Regions from separate parts of the Sus scrofa genome. Here region 1 is linked to region 2. The links are chromatin contacts, called in public HiChIP or PLAC-seq maps. All regions are on one chromosome and are shown on one strand. The core of a region is the stretch at or near the end of the contact, and the rest is flanking DNA. Distances in the headings are between cores, read along the strand shown. Region 1 overlaps GRK5 (G protein-coupled receptor kinase 5). Region 2 holds the start of GRK5 (G protein-coupled receptor kinase 5).

Region 1 (4,017 bases), core at 1,413-3,912, 94 kb after region 2:
CGGCAGTGGACTGGTGGGGAGGCTTGTGGTGCTTGTGTTTTTTTAAGAATGTCACCGTTGACAGCATCCTGGTCTGTCTGCCCCTCTGTCTGCAGTCTGCTTCCCCGGCTGGTTCTTCGGCCTCTGCTTGGCTAAGGCCCTGGCACCTCTGGAAGGAAGAGTGGCTGGCCATTCCTCGGTTTGCTCACCTGCCACAGCGGGTCCTTCCTCGCAGAGTCGAGGGGGACATGGAGCGCTCAGCCCCCAGAGAGTGCCGCTCAGCAACTAACAGCAGCTAACGAGTGTTATCATTTCCTTGGCTGCCACCCAGCTTCCCGTTTCCAGCGCTTTGTCTTGAAGCTTTGGAAACAGAGACCCTGGAGTTCCCATTGTGGCTCAGCAGTTACTGAAGCTGACTAGTATCCATGAGGATGCAGGTTCGATTCCTGGCCTTGCTCAGTGGGCTAAGGATCCGGCGTTGCTGTGAGCTGTGGTGCAGTTTGGAGACGCAGCTCGGATCCCCTGTTGCTGTGGCTGTGGCGTAGGCTGGAGGCTACAGCTCTGATTCGACCCCTAGCCTGGGAACCTTCATATGCTGTAGGTGGTGCAGCCCTAAAAAAAACCAATTAAACAAAAAAACAGAGACCCTAAGTAATTGATAGCTTGCTCAGCCTTCTCCTTGGCCTGATGCAGGGTCAGTTGTGGCCCGCAGTGGGGCTGGTGTGTTTCGCGTGCAGGGATTAGGGATTCCAGAGATGAGGACGAGCGCAGCCCACCTCTCAGCATTCCCAGTGCAGCTGCTTGGCACCACTGGGCTTTTCCCAAACCTGCTGTGGTGGAGCGGACAAGGTTCCTGGCCTCCAGGAGCGGGGAAAGCCCAGATAAAAGTCTGCTGAACCTCGCCTTGCACTTGGCACGGAGGGCCTGGCCCAGAGCCTCTGGCTTGCTAGCTCCCAGGGCTCCCTGTTTGGGGCCCAAGGCTCTCAGAAACTTCAGGAACCCAAGGTCCCTTCCCCAGGGGCTTCTTGGCCTCTCCTGTCCCTTTGAGGGCAGAGCATGGGGCAGGCAGAAGATGTGTCAGGGTCATGTTTCAGGAGCACAACATGGTCTGCTGCTGGGGTGACCCCTCTGCTCACTCATTCTCTGTCCCCTTGCTCATTTGCAGACACCACCCGAGGTCTGCTGAGTGCCTGGAAGTGTGTCCTGGGCACTGAGTGCTGTGAGCAAAAGGGACATGGCCTCTGTCTTCTTGGATAGGAACCCAATGAAGACACAGACTGTGAAGTATGCTTTGAAGGGAGGACTGGGGAGCGGTGGGAGAGACACCTGGAGACATAGCTCTTGGATTGGTAGGGAGGGGGTTCTGGGATTGACATGATGCTGAGACCTTGTCTGGAGAAGTGGGGGCGGTGTGTGTCAGGGGGCTCAGAGCAGCGTTATTTGTGATGGTAAAAATCTGGAAATAACCCACAAGTCTCTCAACAGAGAGTAGATGAATGAGTTATTTTCTCAAAACCTGTGGGTATATATGTTTACATTTTTAAAATTCTCTTTGAGCTTCAAATGTTTCATTAAAAAAAAAAAAGATAGTGGAAGTATGTATCTGGCAGGGGAAAGGACATGTGCAAAGGCCCTGAGGCAGGAAATCTCTCCCCACAAAGAAGCAAGGGAAGGCCTGGTTTTGGCCCCGGAAGCCAGCCCCCTACATCTCTGTTTGAAAGTCTCTCAGCTGCCCCCAAGACTGCAGGAAAAGCCCTTTCTTGATCCTTGGGAAGGCCTTCGAGGGTGTTGGCTGGAAGCCAGTGTGATGGTGGGGAAATTGGACCATCGGGGGCAGTGCCTGCCTGAGCTAGATTTTTGGGGAGGGGAACCCTTCGGGGTGAGACAGTCCTCTTTAGGTGAATGCAGTAGATCCTAGTCGAGCTTCTGCCAAGGGCCCGAGGCGATACCTCTCTCCTTCTGTGCAGGCTTTTGCCTGCTCACCAGGCCATCTGTGTGAGGTGAGTCACTGCTTCCCCATGTTGTTAATCCCAGACACCTCCGAGCACATCGGTTCAGCCGCAGCCGAACACACGGATGAACTCCGGCACCTGGCCGAGCAGGCTGGGCCCGAGCTTCCGCTTCGTGTCCGTGGACGGCTCTTCCTGAACTCTGAAATCCATGGGAGCAGGGATAGCTGACTGAGGATCACGAATCTGGCCTCAGACCTCACTTTTCCCATGTGGAGACAGAGGCCCAAAGGGGGGGAGTGTCCAGCCCGAGGTCAGGCAGAGAGGGAAGGAAGCAAGGGACCCGCTGACGTTTGCCGTCAGAGTGCTTTCTCTTGGCCCCGAACACAGGTCTCCTGTCCCTGGCTGAGATCTGCTCTGTTGACCTCTCCCCCGGGGGAAGATACATGCGTCTGACTCTGGCCCCTGAGCCTAGTGGGTGGGGTGGGAACCGCGGGTGTGAGGTTCTGGCCGGGGCCCTGCACCTGCAGGTGCTTCCTACAGACGTTCTATAAGGGAGCACTTCCCTCCCGATTGGTGTGACTCTGGCTGCAGTGGCCTCCAGCATCTCCTGGGTGCAGGAGGGCCACGGCCTCTGCCCCTGCTGGATCCTCCTTTGGGCCAGCCTATGCCAGGTGGTCGTGAGAAGGTACTGGGGCTTTGCCTGAGAAAATGCTATAGGCCCTGCATGACTCACTTCTCCCCTCTGGGCCTCCTTGTCCCCAGCTGTTCATTGAGAGGCAGGGCTGGGTGATCAGCACTGTCCCACCCAGCTCTGGCATCCATTAATTCTGAGTCTGGTGGAGAAGAGGGAGTAATTACAGCCCTTTCTCATTGAGCTTTCTTCACTGTGCTAAATGCTTCACATGTGTCAGCTCATGACTCCCGTGTCTGTGAGGTTCCACAAGAGTCAGCCGAAGCCCAGAGAGGTTGACTCATGGGCCGAGTCACAGAGCTAGTGAAGGACACAGGACAGTCTGGCCCTGGACGGTGTGGTTTAAATCATCACTGTGGGAGGCTGAATTATGGCCCCCAGAGACGTTAACTTCCAAATCCCTACAGGGTAAAGGGCCTTTTCAGATATGATTAAGTAAAAGCTCTTGAGATGTGGACGTTTGCCTGGATGAGCCTGGGGCCCAGTGTAATCACAAGCATCCTGATTAGGGGCAGGCAGAGGGAGATTTGACTACAGAGAAAGAAGTCAGAGGGATACAGCTTGAGAAAGACTCAACCAGCAATTGTGGCTCTGAAGATGGAGGAAGGGACCACGAGCCAAGGAACGCCGGCAGCTTCTTGGAGCTGGAAAAGGCAGGAAACCAGCTTCTCCCCTCGAGCCTCCAGAAGGAAGCCAGCCTGCCAACCCCTAGGTGTTAGCCCAGCGAGTCTGACGTTTGCGGTAATTTGCTGTAGCATCAATAGGAAACGGAAACGCCCATGTCCTTCTCATTCACCCGAAAGCTCACGCTCCTTTGTGCATTCAGCTTTGATTCGGAATTGCTAGGGGTAGAAATCGAATCTGCCAAATAGCACACTTCTTGGCCATTTTACAATTAAAGGAGCATTTAAAAAATTTTTTATTATAGTTGATTTATAATGTTCTGTCAATTTCTGGTGTACAGCAAAGTGACCCACTTATATATACATTCTTTTTCTCACATTTTCCTCCATCATGTTCCATCACAAGTGACTGGATATAGTTCCCTGTGCTACACAGCAGGATCTCATTGCTTATCCACTCCAAAGGCAATAGTTTGCATCTACTAATCCCCAAACCCCCATCCATTGCACTCCCTCCCCCTCCCCCTTGGTAACCACACGTCTGTTCTTTAAAGGAGCATTTTTGAGAAAGATTTTGTAAGGCCAACTGCCAGACCCTTCTTTTCTTTGCTGTGTAATGGGAATTAGGAGGGGAAGGTACAAAGGGAAAGGGTCCTGGGGGGCCTGGGACCCTAGCAAGGACTCAATCTCTCCAAGTTCTCACCTGGACACTCCACCTCTCCAGGCGCCGTCATGGGTCTTCCGTGAGTGGTCGCTGCAATGGGGTCTGCGC
Region 2 (4,143 bases), core at 486-2,985:
TGAGCTTTGTTAAAGTGTGGTCCATGGACCAGCAAGATTGACTGAAGCTTGGAGTTCGTTAGAAATGGCTGACTCTCAGGATCCACCTTGGACCAAATGAAACAGAAGCTGCATTTTAAGATCCCTTAGGTGATCTGTATGCACAAGAAAGTTTGAGAAGGCCTTTGTGGAGCACTAGCCATCTAAAGGTATTCAATTTTAGCCCACTGGTTGGTGAGCTCTGAGATACTGCCAGCTCTAGGATTCTGTCTGAGAGAATCTTTCACTGTAAGTTAGGGCTCTGGGCAGGTGCACATGTAAGCCAAGGCCAAGGCTGGGATGCTTCGAATAATTTCTTAGAGTGGAAGATGCCTGAGGTGTCATCTGCTCTGCTCCCTGCCTTCTGACAAGCCAACTGTTATTGCCCCCACTTTGCAGACAAGACTTGTGAGGCCCAGGGAGACCCACTGACCCATATGCAGATACAAGGAAGTGGTGGTGGTGGGTACACTCTACCACGAAACAAGACAATCCTGCGCTGTTAAATCAGTGACCGTCCACGTTTCCAAGGCCTGGAGAGTCTATTCATTTCTTTGTTTTCTCCAGTGCACAATAATTGTTCTCCCTTTCTCTCTCTGGGCGCCTCCCTCCCACTTCCAGGCAACCCTGGGGTTGGAAGGCTTTCTCCTTTAGGACACAGAAGGCCCGGGGCCCGACTTCTGAACGGATATCCGGCCTTCAGGATGCAGATGAGGCAAAGGCCTCATTGTTCCTTAGGGCCAGCCCTCCCCTCAACTAGACTGGAGGATAACTCATCGCAGACCCCAGGTGTCCCAAGTCCCATTTCCCAGGAGCGGGGGCCTTGAGACGAAGCAAGGGACGCTGAGCGCAGATCTGGGGTCTGATGTCCTGAACATACAGTGGAAAAGCGCTAAGAGCCCCAAGATAAATAGGCAAAGAATTTGAAAACTAATTCCCAATACCGGCCGGGTGCTGTTTCTTATTAACGTTCCTGACTCCAGCGATTCCATCTGTGTTTTTATTGATGGGAATGAGTTTGCATGTAATGACGAGCGGTCATTTGCGGGCCTCGGGTGCTGGAAGGCAGGTTATTAACAGGACCAGCCGCTTACCACGCCGGAATGCACGCCCCCCGCCCCGCCGAGAGTTGCAGCCCGGCAGCGCGGGAGGTTCCAGGCGCAGAGGGCCAGGAGGTGGTGCCGCGGTCCGCGTGGACTCGCCGCTGCACATCCACCCCGAGGCCGCCAGGGGGCGCTCGGGCTGCGCGGTTGCCGGTGCCGAGTCGCCGCCGACTCATAGACCCCTTCGCGCCCTCGGAGGAAACAAAGTACACCTTTGTCAGCAACCGAGCGCGTGTGCGTCTGAGACGGCGCACAGTGGCCGGTCGCCGCGTCCAGGGCCCGCGGGCGCGCCTGGCCACCGCCTCTGGGCTGCAGCCCCCGCGTGGGCCCGGCGTGACCGGGAGGAAGGGGGGTGCAGCGCGCGCTTGGGCTGGCTTGACCTCCCTCCAACCCCGGGCACGCTCCGAGGGGCGCCCAGGACCCGCACCGGCTCCTGCCCGGCCGCAGCACTTCGCCCGCCGCCGCCGCCGTGGTCCGTGCTCTTCGCTTTCTGGGTTCTCGGGAGGGCCGGAAGCGGGCGAGCCGGAGCCCCGGGCGTGGACGTGCGAATCCGGGGCTCCGGCTCGGCCGGACTGCCTTTGCTTCTCCCGCTACCCTCCGCAGCCGCGGACCACCCCTTATCCGCGCCCGCCTTCGGAGTACAAGTCTCAGGGCGGCTCGTGGACTCTGGTACTACAAGTCCCAGCAGGCCCCGCGCCGCGAGCGCCGAGGCGGGAGGCGCGGCCCATCCTGGCGCCTGCGCTGTGCAGCCGCCCGAGCCAGTTAGTACCACACCCCCGGGAGGGACAGAGGGGAGGCAGAAGCATCCGAGGCATTAAAGCATCCGAGGGAGCCCGAGGGGAGGAGAATGGAGTGACAGAGAAACGCGGAGGGTGGGGGGTGGGGGGAGACAGTTGAGGGAGGGGGGAGGGGGGACACAGAGGGAGGAAGAAGCGGCGGCGGCGGCTCCTCTTTGCAGAGGGGGAAAACTCCGAGGGATAAGAGCCGGAATAATGCGGTAGGCAAGGCGGGCTGCTTGCTCCCGGCTCCGGCAGCAGCGGCAGCAGCCCGAGCAGCGGCAGTAGCAGCGGCAGCACCCTTAGGAGCTGACAGCCCCGCCGGCCGGCTTCCTCGCTGACCGCCGACTGTCAATGGAGCTGGAAAACATCGTGGCCAACACGGTCTTGCTGAAAGCCAGGGAAGGTAAGAGGCAGGGCTGGTGCCTGGCGCATTCGCCGCGGGCCGGGGTGCGGGTGTCGGGCGGCTTGTGGGCTGGGGCTGTGAGTATGCAGGATGCCCGCAGTGAGTTGGTCGCAAGCAGGACACCTCAGAGAGCTGCTCTGCAAACACTTCAGGGTTCCTGCCCTAGTGCTCAGGGAATCTGGACTTGGGCAGAGAAGGAGAAACGTTGAGGTTGCAGGGATTAGGATGCTAAAATATCCCCTAGTTTCCAGCTCTAACCTTAGCAGATCGTGCCATCTCGGCAGCTGTTGAAAGGTCAGTTGGAAAAGCATTCATTCAGGAAGAGATGGGCAAACATGCAAGTGAAATAGCTTTTTCGAGTCGGCCCAGGATGGTTGTGCGAGTGAATTGGTGTGCGCTGGGGGTGGGGGTGGAATTAGCAGAAGCCAAGTCTTTGCTTGCGCAGGCAGAGTTGATATAGGCTATTGCTGGAAACCATCCGCTGGGAATGTTTCTTAGGGAAATCCCGTCGTGTGGAAAGAAGCCTTTTAATGGCAAAGTAAGATGTTGAGGAATTCGTTTGTTCATACAGTGACAAGAGAGAGTGACTGTACAGATCACCTAGAAAATAATGAAGGATTTCAGGGGTAGGTTTTTTTTCCCCCTTTGGGGAGGGGGAGAGATAAGTGAATTTTTTTTTTTTTTTTTTGGCTCAGTTAAGAAGAGAAAGGTAAGTGTGCTGATGCTTGATGCGTTTCGGATGCAAATCATTAGATTTTCTGCACTTGGCTGGTAGGGAATATCTTCATGGAGTGGGTAAGATTCCAAGTCAAGAATATAAACACTTTTTGACTCTTCCTTGAGATGGGAAAAAGAGAAAAGAAAAAGAGAAAGTGGCGCAGAAACTTAGATGCTTCCGAAGTGATTGCATGAGGTAAACATACATATTTAGGAGCACCTGGAATTTATGTAACATCTCTTTTACCAAGATTTGAGCTCTGGGTGCAGCCTTTTTATGAAGGGGGAAGTGGTTTTCCCTTTCATGGGAGGAGGCTTTATTTGACACCCACGGTAGAACGCAGCCTGACTATGGTTTTGACTTCAGAAGAATACTGGGGGAATAGCCCACGAAAATATCTTACCTTTTTAATATTTTCATTCACCCACTTTGATGAATGAAGGAAGACTTTCTGGCTAACAATAAAACGATTCATGTTTATTCAGCCGGTTTCATCACCTTGCGGCACTGTACACGAAGAGTTAGTAGGTGATGCACAGCCCAGCGGCTTCTCCAGGGTTCACACCGTAATTTCGGCTTCACTTGTCTTTAAAGCAGTAACCTGGAAGGTTTGCTTTGACAACTCCAGCGGAGTTGAAAATATGCAGGTCGGTCCCTCCCATCGTTCAGCCTTGGTGTGAACACTTTTAGGAGAGGCTGTTACTTGGTGACCTAAGGATCTAAGGGCTGAATGTTTTTCTTTTTTTTCATAACCCGACATTTAACAAATTCGAGCAAGGTGAGAGGCTGGTGGGTTCTCTCCTGAACTGAGCTGTGCGTCCTGGAGCGGAAGACGGGGAGAAAACAGCCCCCCGCTGGCAGCCTTTGCCGCCGCCACCTAGTGGTGGGATATGGTTGTACAGCTATGGGCTCGGGGACTGGGAAAGTTTTCACCCTCCCTCCATTCTGAAATTTTTTACTGGGAGATCACGATTTTGGTTGGAGGCTTTGCAAGTTTCACTGGTTTCTCCTGTTGCCCCGGGAATCCAGCTACCTAGATTTGCTGCGCTGTATGTTCGTTTGCCTGGAGCTTGCTCTTCTCTCAGCGTTCGGTTGCTTCTTTTAAAATGTTTTACTTGGAGT

What was found. HiChIP or PLAC-seq counts read pairs in DNA pulled down with a chosen protein or histone mark.
Region 1: a contact with region 2 is called in an H3K27ac HiChIP or PLAC-seq map of alveolar macrophages, with 5 times the contacts expected there. The contact joins the enhancer-like site here to the promoter of GRK5 in region 2. A contact is called at or near these places in 4 of 47 Hi-C or Micro-C datasets (alveolar macrophages, blood, fibroblasts and 1 more) and 2 of 2 datasets of contacts at active chromatin or transcription factors (alveolar macrophages and skeletal muscle).

The regions. Positions count from the first base shown.
Region 1 is chr14:129,204,874-129,208,890 of Sscrofa11.1, forward strand. All of the region lies in intron 1 of GRK5 (G protein-coupled receptor kinase 5), which reads left to right. Among named protein-coding and RNA genes, the nearest start is that of GRK5, 93 kb to the left of the region's middle. Within about 2 kb of position 2,663, at least 24 of the 83 cell types and tissues checked have an H3K27ac peak or open chromatin away from gene starts, as enhancers often do. A contact at or near this core is called in alveolar macrophages, skeletal muscle and subcutaneous adipose tissue, where this site is marked.
Region 2 is chr14:129,112,198-129,116,340 of Sscrofa11.1, forward strand. GRK5 (G protein-coupled receptor kinase 5) reads left to right here and starts at 1,736. Exons shown (of 16, transcript XM_001928584.6): 1 at 1,736-2,303. The coding sequence starts at 2,252.